Regions from separate parts of the Mus musculus genome. Here regions 1 and 2 are each linked to region 3. Evidence: chromatin contacts called from public Hi-C data. All regions are on one chromosome and are shown on one strand. Each heading gives the region's core, a stretch centred on a gene start, on an enhancer-like site or on the middle of the called end of the contact. The rest is flanking DNA. Distances are from core to core; before and after follow the strand shown.

Region 1 (4,436 bases), core at 6-2,505, 1.3 Mb after region 3:
TTGTTGGGGTATATCTTGATAGAGTGCTTGTCCTTGGTAGAGAGTTGGTTTTATGGGCCGGGCAGTGGTGGTGCACGCCTTTAATCTCAGCACTTGGGAGGCAGAGGCAGGCACATTTCTGAGTTCGAGGCCAACCTGGTCTACAAAGTGAGTTCCAGGACAGCTAGGGCTATACAGAGAAATCCTGTCTCAAAAAACAAAACAAAAACCAGAGAGTTGGTCCTAGGGTTTCCCAGTGTGTGTGTGTGTTTGTGTATTGGATCCCAGAAGAAAACAAAATTTACTTATTGTCCACATTAGCAAAAGAATCTTATATTGGCACCATCCAGATCATGTAGTACACAGGCTAATGGTAAAGGCAGAGCTGTAACTGACATGGGGACTGGGTTAAAATGAGCATCCATCATGTATTCTGTGTGCATGTTATGAGAACTCCCCTGTATGTCAGGCGCTAGAAACAGTAGTGAGTCCAACATGAACCATGGTGCTTCGGCCCCCTAGGGAGAGTGGTCAGAAACAAAATGTACTATATCAACCAGAGATAAGAACCAGAGGAAAATTATATCAAGGGATAACAATTATGGGAAAACACAAATCTGGAAAAGAAAGGGGACTGGTTAAAGGGAGATTGGGGTTGGAATATTAAACAGAATGGGTAAGGAAGGGCTTGAAGGAGAGCAAAGTCTGGAAGCAAGAGAGAGGGGCAGATGCAAGGGCGGGCTGCGTCTGATAGGGTGGGTAGTCTATTAGGGACCTGGAGCTTAGCTCTGTTACAGTGCCTGCTTTGCATACTTTAGGATCCTATGGATCATTCTGTCGCGAGTGAAATAGGATCCACAGGGAATTTGAACAGGAGAATGGCATGGCCTTATAAGATCACCTGGACATCGTGGGCGTTCGCGTCTGGCATTCCACCCTACCTCTGGGTTGGAAAAGACAACCTAGAATGACCTCCGATGAACAGCAGGCATTAGCTAGGCACCGCGAAATCCTGCTTCAAGCAGAAGGAACTAGGCAGGACTAGAACAGACCGGAAGGATCTGCAGTGATTGGTGAGTAAACTGGGAGTCCGGTGGGAAGTTAGGGAACCAGCAGCGCAGGTGGAGAGCCAGTACCTGTCACGGAGAACGTCCGACGAAACTACAACCACCACAGTGCTCCGCGGCATGACGTCTACCAGGGCCCGGCCTCAGGCAGCCAGCCACTGTGCGCGGGGGTCACGTGGGGTCGGCGCATCACGTGCGCCGGTCAGGTGGCGCTGCGGGGCGGGCCGACAGACTGCGGGGCGGACGGTGGACGCGGTTTAGCTCAGGTCCCACCGATCCGACCCCTGCCGTCGCCGCTGCCATGACGGGGCTGGAGTTGCTCTACCTCGGGATCTTTGTGGCCTTCTGGGCCTGCATGGTCGTTGTGGGTGAGCGGGGCCCAGGCGGCCCAAGGTGGCCTGCTGGTTGGGGCGGGGGGCAGGTGGCAGCCGGAGCCGGCCCCGCGCGGTGCCCTCCCGCGACGGAGGAGGCCGGCCCTGGGCTGCGAGAGTCACACCGGCTATTCCAGGGTCGCGACGCCAGGTTCCTGACCTCCTCTCCGCGAGCCGCATATTTGGGCGCCCCGCTTCCCCTTTTTCCTCCTTGCCCTCCCCCACCCATTCACAGCTTGTTGGGTAAACAGCGATTGGGCCGGCAGGATCTGGCGCGGCCTGGACGCAGCGCCCGTTCCCTCCGGCCCGTGAAGGGGCTTGGTGTCATTAAGACGGGTTACCTAGGGAGTGGCCGAAAAAAAAAAAAAAATGGAGGCCTGGGTGGAGGTGCTGTTTCGCTCCGGGACTCTTCGCTTGTCTAGATGTAGGTGGCTGACAGTTTGACAGTTGGGCAGTTTTTTTTTTTTCCTAGGTTGGGGACTGTGTCTCGAAAGAGCAACCCTTTAACTCCTTTCCTCATTGCTTCAGGAATCTGCTACACCATCTTTGACCTGGGCTTTCGCTTTGATGTGGCATGGTAAGGGAGGGCATGGAGAGGATTCTCCTAGGAGCCTCTTCTCCCTGCTTTGGTCTGAGCCCCAGCCCAGCTCTTCAGACACACGGACCTTTGGGAAATAGAAAATCTAGAGATGCAACGTCTGGGACTGGTGGGCTGGAGCTGGGTGGACACTGAGTTTTGTGTGGCCTCCCCACTCCTGCCCTTTCCTGTCCATAGCTCAATAGCTTTCTTCCCTGTTTCCACACCAGGTTCCTGACGGAAACTTCCCCCTTCATGTGGTCGAATCTGGGCATTGGCCTAGCAATTTCTCTGTCTGTGGTTGGAGCAGCCTGGTGAGTGTTGGAGTGGCGGGACGAGTGGGAGGTGCCAAGTCGTGGCAGGTGGAATCATCACTGGGTTCTTAATCATCCTGGGGACAGCAACTCCTTGGGCTCCTTTAATCAGTTTCTTACCCTTCACCAGGGGAATCTATATAACCGGCTCATCCATTATTGGGGGTGGGGTGAAAGCCCCCAGAATCAAAACCAAGAACTTGGTTAGGTAAGTGTAAAGGCTTCTGCATGTCAAAACTAGCTGCGATGGGGGTCGGGTGACATGCTGGCTTGTGACCCGTCTCATCGTAGCGTGTATGTGAGTCAGGGAAAGTTGGCTGGGGATTTTCTGCAGAAATGGCTGATTTCCTTCTTAAAGAGTTTCCCTCCCCCTCCCCCACCATTTACCATCACTGTTGCCAGTATTATCTTCTGTGAAGCGGTGGCCATCTATGGCATCATCATGGCAATTGTCATCAGCAACATGGCTGAGGTAAGGGAAAACCAGCGGGGACGGGTATCCATTGAAATGCCTATGCTTTCCCTAAAGATCGGAGGGAAGAAAAGGTAGGTGCATTAAGGAATGCCTTCTGAGGACTTATTCTGCCCCTCACAGCCTTTCAGTGCTACGGAGCCCAAGGCCATTGGCCATCGAAACTACCATGCAGGTAAGTGGGTAACATAGAGCTCACTCGGCATGGTGCTCTGGGCCTTTAACCCCAGTCCTGGGACGGGGGTAGCACCAAGTGAGTTAAGAGGCCAGCCAGCACTACATAATGACATAGTGAGACAGACACCCTACCACACATACACGCCTGGGCCTTACACACTTGCTTCTACCACACGTACACACCTGGGCCTTACACACTTACTCCTGCTTCCTGGCTCCATAGCTGAGAGTCTCAGCTCTGCAGAGTTGGGGTGGGACTGGCCCTGCTAGCCCACACTGGACCATTCCTCTCCTGCTTGCCTCCACCTCACGAGCTACTTCTTATCCTCCAGGTTACTCCATGTTTGGGGCTGGCCTCACAGTCGGTCTGTCCAACCTGTTCTGTGGAGTCTGCGTGGGCATCGTGGGCAGTGGGGCCGCCCTGGCGGATGCACAGAACCCCAGCCTCTTTGTAAAAATTCTCATCGTGGAGATCTTTGGCAGTGCCATTGGCCTCTTTGGGGTCATTGTTGCAATCCTTCAGGTGCGAGTCCCCCTAGAGAGGAACAGAAGTGCCTCCCTTTTTTCCCCTTCCCATCTCTTGGTCCCCCTTTGTCTCCTGCTCTAGATGCACGCATCTTTCCTAAGTCTCTCCATTAGCATCTCTTTCCTCGGCTGCCTCTGAAAATGTCTTTGTGGAGTTTCTGTCTCTCAGGGTCTGTGTTCTGTATGTATGACACACTTGTCAGTAGACTAGCATGTCTAAATTCATATTTTCCAGTGTGTGAGTTTGTGACTTGGGTGCTTGACTGGGCTGACTCTTGGCGACACTAACACTGTCCATGGGACTTGTCTTCTCTGTTGTACAGCTGAGCTCCTTTGTTACTGTCCATGTCTGTTTGTCTGTCATAGTGTGTCTGTCCGTCTGTCCACCCACTGGCCTGCTGGTTCTGGTCTTGTCACTGGTCACTGTCCCTGCCTGATTTGTCCTGTTTTTCCTTTGCAGACCTCCAGAGTGAAGATGGGTGACTAGATGACCTGTATGGGTGGGGCCGTGCCCTACTGTTATTTATTGCTGGTTTTCCTGGGACAGCTGGAGCTGTGTCCCTCAGCCTTTCTGGGGCTTGGTGTTCAGGGTCTCCCCTGCACTCACCTCTTGCTGCCTGTTGACTCTGGAGGCATTGCAGTCCAGACTGAACCCCAGTGTGGGGAGTGGGCTGCTGATGGTGACTGTGTACAGCTGTGCACCTGTGCCCCCCTCAACCCCCATCCAGCCCATCTTCCTAGTGTTTGTGAAATAAACTTGGTATTTGTCCCAGTCAGTGAGGCTTCTGTTGGCCCCTTGCGACACCTTTCACAAAGGAAGGGGAGGACCTGTTCACTCACTCCAACCTCCTGTAACTTTCTGTCTACACATCATCTCTGCTCTGGACCTTGCTGGCTCCTGGGTGGCAGATCAGGGTGCTAGGCTGGCTGTAATGCTGGCACCTCTTCATTGAA
Region 2 (4,803 bases), core at 609-3,108, 1.2 Mb before region 3:
CCAATTCAAAAAACAAAGACATAAGTACAAAGATAAACACAGTTCTGACTGCTGGTATGCGCTTGCCTTAGTTACAAAAACAGTGAAACTTTGCTCAGATCTTGAATGAGGTCCCAGCCACAGATCTTAGCATTTTATCTACAAAGCCATCACTTCCCTAATGGGCTTAAGAAATTACTTGTTTGCAGGGATGCTTAGGCAAAGGTCTAAAAAACTAATAAAAGATCCGTTTTAAGTACTTTAACCCTACGTACCACCAAGGCTAAGAATTAAACTTTAAAAAAAAAAAAAGGAAAAAAAAGGAATGCTTTTTTAATGAGCAACAGAAAGTGTTTTTTTCACAGCAAGTTGAGGCCTTCTGCTGGCAGGGAAAAAAAGCAGAGTTCATTGTCATAAGGCAGTTCTCTCTCCAAGCAAATATTAAATTGCAGTTTGGCACCAATCTAGGTCTCAGTCCTTTTTAGAGCAAAAATAATAAGCTCTTTTATCTGCATGATATATTACACTGTACAATCTTTTGATATACATTAGCTCACTTGATGAAGTGTTCAATTTTTCAAAGGAAGAGAAACCACAAAACAGGATGATCTCTTTTAGCTTGGGGGAACACATGCTACTACTATACAGCTTTTCCCTCTCCCCTCCCTACCCCCACCCGCTAAGTTCAACGCAGTACGAAAATGAGGAAGGGAGAGTACTTTTTATTTAAGGTCAGTCCTTTAGGGTCAAAGCTCTTCCCTTAGAAATGATTGAGCTTGGTCTCTCTGCTCACAAGAAGCTCTTCTGTGGGGGCAATATGGGCAAACCAGTGCTCATCAAAGGAGCGGATCAAAGACCAGAGTAAAGAAAAAGACTAAAGGAATTGGGAGTTAGCCAAAATAAGACTCAGGGGACACGATTACTATCTTCACTCTTAACAGCTGCCCAAGAGGAAACGAAGCAGAAAGACGAGAGACAGCCGTTCCTTTCTACCTATAACCAAATCCATCCAGGACCAGACTGGACGGCCTTACTTTAGAAAGGTTATTAGGACTAGGACGGAGAGCCGTCCTAAAAGGTTCGCCAAATTATTAGGGTATTATTTGGAATTTTTAAAGATAACTTCCTTCCCGAATAGGATAAGAGTAGGGGGAGCCTGGATGACTCTCAGATCTCTTCGCTTTGGGGTATGTTTTGGGGTTCACCTATCTACTAGGGAACTCCTTCCCCTGCTGTGCTCTAAGGTTGTCCGCCGTTCCCTGTCTCAGGTTCGAAACCTTCTGTAGCCGCCGGGTGTTTGCCCGGCTCCAGGCAGGTGACACAAGTGAGTCTCCCCCACCCCGCCCCCAGCCCCGGGACCCCTGAAGAAAGCTCCAAGCCCACTGTGTTCACGACCCCCGGTGCTCCGCTGCTGGGACCCAGGCGAATCTCTCTGGCGACGCGTCCCAGCAGCCCGAAAGAGCCCCCGCACTGGGCCCGAGCCAGGCTTCCCGGTTCCGCCCCAAGCCCTGCTCCCCGCTCGGAAGGGGCCCTGTGCGGGGACTCGCGCGCCGCGCCCCCGACCGACCCCGACGCGTCAGGCCGCCGCCGGACACTGGGCCCGAGCAGATGCGGCGCAGGCCGCCGGGGTTCTGGCCGGGTTGACACGGCCGCCGGAGGGCCGCGGACACAGACACCAGGGTCACCGGGCGGGGACTCGCTCCAGCCCGTGGCCGTAAGGCGGGCCTTGAGGGGCCCGGACCGGGCCGGGGGTGGCAGTGAGGCGCTTACCTGAGGGCGACAGCGGCGCGGGGCGCGGGCGGCTCACTCCCATCCAGCCGCCATGTTTCCGCTGCGCAGGGAGCGAGCGAGGACGCCGGCAGGGGCGGGCGACGGCTCTGGAGAGCGGCTCGGCTGAGGCGGCGGCGGGAGGCGGGGGGCTCCACCGAGGCGGCGGCGGCGGCGGCGGCGGCGGCCGAGGGGCGGGGGGCGGGGGCGAGAGCTGCCCAGCCCCGCCCGCCAGAGACTCCTGCCGCGAGGTGGCGCGCGCCGCGGCCGTTGGGTTCTCTCGCGCGCGCGCGCGGGGCGGCGGGAAGGGGCGACCCCTCGCGCCTTCCCCCCGCCTCGCGACCGCCAGCCCTAAAAAAAAAAAAAAAAAAAAAAAAAAAAAAAAAAAAGCCGCGACCCACTGGATTGCTCGCGTCTCCCAGACAAGTGAATGACGTCCTCTGAGGTCCCAGGTTCGAATCCCGTCGGCCCTCAGCCCCCACCCAGCTGGTGGCCGGCTGTGGAGTAATCTTAAAAGAGTTCCTTCGCACCTTTAGTCTTTCCAATGCGCAGGCGGGAGGAAAACTACTATGAGGAGAAAACCAGTGCGCCCCAAAAGGTGCAACAAGACTAACAAAAGCAGGCCTTCACTTTTGCCCCGTAGTAGGCTTTGAATGTTAGCGTGCTAGGTACTACAGTGGCTAGGGTCCTTCCAATGATGCTACCCCACCCCACACACAATTGTGTCTCAAGAACGTTATGTTTTAGCCCGCGGAAACTGAAGTTCATGGGGGTGGGGGGGAGAGCTACGTCTCCAAGATCACACAATTTTACTGGCTGTGCTCTTGCCTGGAGGTCAGGTGTTAAGGGAAATGCTGGTTGATTTTTATCAGCCTGAAACAAATCTACTCTTATCTCAGAAGGTGGAATCTCAGTTGCATAACAGTCTCCATCAGAATGGCCTATAGGCAAAGTCTGGGTGGGCATTTTCTTGTCTAATGATTGATGTGGGAGGTGCTACCCCTGGGCAGAGGTGGTCCTAGGTGGTATAAAGAGAGGCCAATAAAGGATGTTGCTCCATAGCCTAGCTTCATTTCCTGTCTCCCTGTTGCTGTTCTCACCTCCCTCAGAGATGAACAATGTTGTGGAAGTGTAAGCCAAATAAACCATTTCCTCTCCCAGGTTGCTTTTGGTAGGGGTCTTTATCACAGCTATGGAACTCACACCAGAACCAGAGAGTTCCGGGAAAGCAGCCCTTACTTAGCCCGAAGCTCATTCAATCTGGTTCCTAGAGGAAGCTGCAAAGAAAGGCTTCTCAGGATGAGGAGAGACTGAGAGCAAAGGTGTGGCAGGGATGGCTATCAAGAGTCTGAGAGGCTCTGGGAATCTGGTGGTGATGCTGTTAATGTTAGAGAATGAAGGGAAGCCAAAGCACGGCAGATCCTTGCACATCTACACTAGAACTTCAATTTTTTTTCCTCTCTCTCTTCTATTGGATATTTTCCTTATTACATTTCAAACGTTATCCCCTTTCCAGGTCTCCCCTCCAAAAACCCCCTATCCTATCCCTGCTCCCCCAGCCTCTATGAGGGTGCTCCCCCACCCACCCACACACTCAATGCCTTCCCTCCTTGACATTCCACGACACTGAGGGATCAAACCCCTAAGGCCCAAGGGCCGCTCCTCCCACTGATGTCCAACGAGGCTATCCTCTGCCACATATATGGCCGGAGCCATGGGTCCCTCCCTGTATACTCTTTGGTTGGTGATCCAGTCCCCGGGAGCTGGGGGGGGAGGGGTCTGGCCAGTTGACACTGTTGCTCCCCCCATAGGGCTACAAACCCCCTCAGTTCCTTCAGTCCCTTCTCCAATTCCTTCATTGGGGACCCCATGCTCAGTCCAATAGTTGGCTGCAAGCATCTGCCTCTGTATCTGTCAGGCTTTGGCAGAGCGTCTCAGGAGACAGCCATATCAGGCTCCAGTCAGCAAGCACTTTCTAGCATCTGCAATAGCGTCTGGGTTTGGCAACTGTATACGGGATAGATTCCCAAGTGGGGCAGTCTCTGGATGGACCTTCCTTCTCCCTGTACAAAGTTCAAGTCCAAGTGGATCAAGGACCTCTACAGAAAACCAGATACCCTGGATCTAATAGAAGAGAAAGTGGGGAAGAACCTCGAACACATGGGCACAGGGGAAACATTCCTGAACACCAATATTTATGCTCTAAGATCAAGAATTGAAAATGGGACCTCATAAGATTGCAAGGCTTGCCAGGCGATGGTGGCATGCCTTAAACTCAGCACTTGGGAAGCAGAGGCAGGTAGATCTCTGTGTTCGAGGCCAGCCTGGTCTACAGAGTGAGTTCCAGGACAGCCAGGGCTACACAGAGAAACCCTGTCTCAAAAAACAAAAAAACAAAACAAAACAAAAAACAAACAAACAAAAAGAAGATTGCAAGACTTCTGTAAGGCAAACCACAATAGGTCAAAACAGCAACCAATAGGTTGGGAAAAGATCTTTACCAATCCTACATAGAGGGCTAATATCCAATATATACAAGGAACTCAAGAAGTTAGACTCCAGAGAACCAAAGAACCCTATTTAAAAATGGGGAACAGGGCTAAACAGAATTCTCAACTGAGGAAAATCGAATGGCTGAGAAGCACCTAAAGAAATGTTCAACATCCTTAGTCATCAGGAAAATGCAAATCAAAACAACTCAGATTCCATCTCACACCAGTCAGAATGGCTAAGATCAAAAACTCAGGTGACAGCAGATGCTAGCAAGGATGTGGAGAAAGAGGAACATTCCTCCATTGCTGGTGGGATTGCAAACTGGTACAACCACTCTGGAAATCAATCTGGTAATTCCTCAGAAAATTGGACATAGTACTACCTGAGGGCCCAGCTATACCATTCCTGGGCATATACCCAGAAGATGTTCCAACATGTAATAAGGACACATGCTCCACTATGTTCATAGCAGCCTTATTTATAATAGCTAGATGCTGGAAACAACCCAAATGCCCCTCAACAGAAGAATGGATATAGAAAATGTGTTACATTTACACAATGGAG
Region 3 (4,301 bases), core at 1,016-3,515:
GACACGAGTCCCTCCTTGTGTTTTCTTTGATTGGTGATTTAGTCCCAGGGAGCTCTGTGGCTACTGGTTAGTTCATATTGATGTTCCTCCTATGGGGCTGCAAACCCCTTCAGCTCCTTGGGTACTTTTTCTCTGGCTCCTTCATTGGGGACCCTGACACACAGGCTTTTTAAATTAAATACTTAAATAATGAATCCAAGTTTTGGATGTGGATTGGGGAAAGAAGGCAAGGCACTTTCAAGTCATACCCACATATGTGTTTCGGCCTGTTTGTGGAGTTATTAATTACAGATTTGCAGATGGGAAGGCAGCTGGACTCTACAGGAACTAGATCTGCTACAGGCTCTTTCCAATAGAGCCTATATTAGTGTTCCCTAGAGAAAGAGAACCAACTGTGTGTGTGTGTGTGTGTGTGTGTGTGTGTGCGCGCACACACATGCAGACACAGTAAGAGATAGAGACAGAAAATAAATACGAGACTGAAGTTGGCAGGTCAGAGTACTAGAAAGAGACAAGTTTTAGTTGCAGTGTAAGGTAGGGAAAGAGTTGATATCCGTCTAAAGCCCGACAGGCAGCGAGACTCTTCTAAGGTCTTCCACTGGTCAGATGACGACTCCCACTGGTTGGATGACTCCCACTGGTCAGATGACTCCCACTGGACTTAAGGAGGGTGACTGCTTTACTCAGGCTACTGATTAAATGCTAATCTCGTCCAAGCTCCTCTCACAGAGACACCAAATGTGATGTCTGACCAAGTGTCTGGGACCTTTGTGACGGGTCAAAGTGATATGTAAAATTTGCCATTACAGTACCCAAAAAGAATATTTTGTTTGTCTTTGTACAGTTATGAAATATACCCTTTAATACTTATTGCTTGGTATGTTGTCTTCATTATGAAAGAGGCTGTGGAGAAAACACATTACGGGGTTGGTTTCTGAATAGCTCAGCCACAATTCAAGCAAACTTTAGACATCATTCATAATAAACCCAGTTTTACTCCTGAGTCTGACTTTTGATGTTTTATTTTTATCAATTTATAAACTAATAGTGTGTAATAGATACTTACACGTCACACACATCCTCAGCTCCAAACATAATTGCTTGAGTAGCCAATCCTATTGGCTAACTAACTCATGCTAGTCTTACCTATTGAGAGAATTTACCAATAGAGAATAGAGCTATTTGTAGAAGCAGGAAATGTTTGTCTGTGTGTCTGCCTATTTGTCTGACTGTCTGTCTATCCACTCAGTCCTTATATCCTTACAATAGTTGTGCTAGGAATTTTATAGAGGAGAGAGGTGGGATTATAAAACTTGACCCTCTCTTTTTTCTTTCCTGATTTTGTGTGTGTGTGTGTGTGTGTGTGTGTGTGAGTGTGTGTTCTTGTGTGCAGGTTCTCAAATTGTCCAGAATTGGGCATTGGATCCCTTGGATCTGGAGTTACAGGTGGTTATAAACTACCTGATGTGGGCGCTGGGAATCCAGGTCCCCTGAAAGAGCTGTAAGTGTTCTTAATCACCGGGTCATCACTAGCTCTAAAGCTTTACCAGCTACAAAGACAACCATTGAAAGACCACACAAACAGGAAAAGCTCGTAGTTAGCTTACACATCAACTTTCTTTATCCTCTTTATCTTTCAAGTTCTTAATCTTTATTGTTCTTCAAAATAAAATCTGGGAAAAACAACAACCAGCCAACCAAACAAAAACCATCTCTGGATAACTTACTGGTCTATTATATCCAGATTGATGCGAGACTTTTGGGTTAACAGGATCACATAGGACACAGAAAAAAAAAACCAAAACCTACGTTGGGCCACTGGCCGACCTGGCTGGAGGTCATTCCTTGGGAGAGGACACTTAGCTTCTCGGACAAAGAGATCGAACTACTTTATTTTTAAATTCCTTTCCTGGTACATGTCCTTTTAATTTTAAACTATAAACTTTAAATGAACTGCGAGGTTTCTATCGAGGGCCACCGCTTCAAAAGACAAAAAGAAAAGAAACCTGATGACCTTAGAAGTGATGACAGCTTCACCGCTGAGTTCTGAACTGGGCAAATGTTTTCAGCGAAGCAAACCTCCGAACTACAACTCCCAGCATGCCGCGCACTAAACCAATGTTTATTGGCCGTCCTACTAGGTCTTGTGCAGTGTGACAGTTAGTATAGCCAATAGAGAGGAAGAACGTTCCCAGGATCCAATCCGAACGCTGTGAAGGCGGATCCTCTCTGGGTTCCGGCTCCGGCTCCTTCCCCCGCCCACCGAGGCGCCGCTGTCCCTGACCGAGCCGCGGGAGTGAAGTGGGTCGCGGCTGTGTAGAGGTGACGTGGGGGTTATGGGGGAGGCGAACGCGAGGCACGGGGCGCTTCGAGCCTGGCCCCTTCGCTCTTGCGAAGGCCTTGAAGGCTGATGTTTGGGAAGTTGCTGTTTTGCGAGTCCCAAAGGCCGCCGGGTACCGTGTGTCCCTCCGCTGCGATCACGTCCCCAGTCCTCGGATGACCCAGTCTTACTACCCTCCCTGCCTTACTGTTGGCCTTGGACCACTCCATGCCCCTCCCACACACCGTGTCTTTAGAGTCGCCCCTTGTACTCTTCCAGCTCCAGTCCCAACCTCATGGACATCTCTGAACCCAACTCTCGTCCTTCAGCTTTCCCAGCTGACTCCTCCAGCTTTATCCTCCTTCCCCACTTAACTAGGCTCTTTGGACACTGCTGCAGCCTTTGTCCCCTCTCCCAGGCCACCTCAGATTCTTTGGCTCCTTTGATGATCCGTCTCTGAATCGCTATGTAGCTCCGGTGAGTGCTTCCTTAATTTTTCACACTCTGTCCCCGGTCCTTCCAAGTTACTCCCGGTACCCTTGACTCGAACCCGGATCTAGAACTTTAATCTTTCGGACCCCAGCTTGGTCTCTTCCTTCTAATCCAGGCTCTTGTCCTTCATCGTCTGTGATCACCAAGCCTCATCTTCTTGCCTTGTTCTTAGAACTCATCCCTCCTCCGCACTCTTGCTGGCGACTCTGTGCTGCTGAGCTCCGAGGAAGAAAACCCCACATGCACTAGGTCTCTTCTCCCTCCGATCTTTGTAATGCAAGGTGACTTTGTGTTATTTCCACACTGCCTTTTCAGTCAGGGATGGACTCTCCGTCTCTGCCAGCCTTGGTCCTGCTCATCTGTCTATTTTGCAAGTCATAGTTTAAATTTCACCTCTTCAGTGAAGCTCCCTCCCTGCCCTCTTCAGAGAGGTGCCTTCTCATTTCCTAAGTGCCGTAGCACCGTCTCTACCTCCAGTCCTGGTGGAATGGTTAAAAACCTCAGCTTTGGAGGAATCAACTTGGGCTTCAGTTTTGCCACCTACTGTGTGCTCTTAGGCACGTGACTTGATTTCTCAGAGTTTCAGTTTCATCATTTCTAAAGTAAGTATGAGAAATTAATAGTTGAGCTAGATGTAGCGGCTCATGCCTTCAACCCCAGCACTCGGGAGGCAGAGGTGCTGTAAAAATGAATTGAGATGGTGCATTGGACCGCTTAGCCCTAGGTCGAGTGCTCTGTAGGACCTTTAAAAAATATGAGCTGTTATGGGCTACTGTGTAATATGCCATATGCAGTGCTGGCCAGAAAGAATGGGTGTATGTACTGCCTGTTCCCTGGAACTTAACCTTGCATATTATGTTCAACTTGGTCGGTAGTGTCTTTACCTACCGAGTCATTTTTTTTTCAGCTCAGTTTTTAAAATGTATTATATGTATGTGTGTGCACCTGAGTATGTGCACCACATGTGTGCAGGTGCCTGTGGAGACCAGAACCTGTAGCAGGAACTACAGGCAGGTGTGAGCTACCTGATCTGGGTACTAGGAACTGAATCTGAGTCCTCTACAAGAGCACCAAGTGCTCTGAGCCACTGAGCCAGCTCTTCAGCCCCAACTCAGTCTTTTTTAAAAAATTTGTTTGTTTGTTTGTTTTAGTGTTTGAGACAGAGTCTCATTATGTAGCTCTGGCTGTTCCAGAACTCACTACGTAGATCCAGCAGTCCTTGAACACACAGAGATCTGCCTGCCTCTGCCTCCCAAGTGCCAGGATTAAATGCCTGTGCCACTCTGCCTTGCTGACCTCCTACTCTTATATTTACCCAACATTCCGCCCTGGAGAGAGATTGGGTAAATTATATGGTCTCAGCAGTTTTACAAAAGAATACACAGTTGGGCATGCATGGTGGCACTCAGGAGACAGAGGCAAGTGGATCTCTGTCAGTTCAAGGCCAGCCTGGTCTACATAAAGAGTTCTAGGGCAGCCACAGTTACAT

Evidence for each region. A called contact is a pair of places that touch in the nucleus more often than the background predicts.
Region 1: a Hi-C map of CD8 T cells shows a contact between it and region 3, with 4 times the contacts expected there. The contact joins the promoter of Atp6v0b here to the promoter of Zfp691 in region 3. A contact is called at or near these places in 2 of 39 promoter capture datasets (hippocampal neurons and pre-B cells), 3 of 484 Hi-C or Micro-C datasets (B cells, CD4 T cells and CD8 T cells), 1 of 115 datasets of contacts at active chromatin or transcription factors (astrocytes) and 1 of 9 other capture datasets (liver).
Region 2: a contact with region 3 is called in a Hi-C map of B cells, with 5 read pairs. The contact joins the promoter of Scmh1 here to the promoter of Zfp691 in region 3. A contact is called at or near these places in 2 of 39 promoter capture datasets (liver and pre-B cells) and 2 of 484 Hi-C or Micro-C datasets (B cells and CD4 T cells).

What each region holds. Positions count from the first base shown.
Region 1 is chr4:117,884,148-117,888,583 of GRCm38.p6, reverse strand. It overlaps Atp6v0b (ATPase, H+ transporting, lysosomal V0 subunit B), which reads left to right and starts at 1,255. Exons shown (of 8, transcript NM_033617.3): 1 at 1,255-1,414; 2 at 1,946-1,994; 3 at 2,225-2,308; 4 at 2,439-2,516; 5 at 2,711-2,780; 6 at 2,904-2,955; 7 at 3,290-3,480; 8 at 3,943-4,254. The coding sequence starts at 1,348. The coding sequence ends at 3,969. It overlaps Gm12841 (predicted gene 12841), which reads right to left. Exons shown (of 4, transcript NR_168719.1): 2 at 2,696-2,831; 3 at 1,116-1,278; 4 at 293-497.
Region 2 is chr4:120,402,403-120,407,205 of GRCm38.p6, reverse strand. Scmh1 (sex comb on midleg homolog 1) reads right to left here and starts at 1,858. Exons shown (of 18, transcript NM_001379185.1): 1 at 1,750-1,858.
Region 3 is chr4:119,172,159-119,176,459 of GRCm38.p6, reverse strand. It overlaps Zfp691 (zinc finger protein 691), which reads left to right and starts at 2,265. Exons shown (of 2, transcript NM_001145936.1): 1 at 2,265-2,322. It overlaps Ermap (erythroblast membrane-associated protein), which reads left to right. Exons shown (of 13, transcript NM_013848.3): 13 at 1-1,003.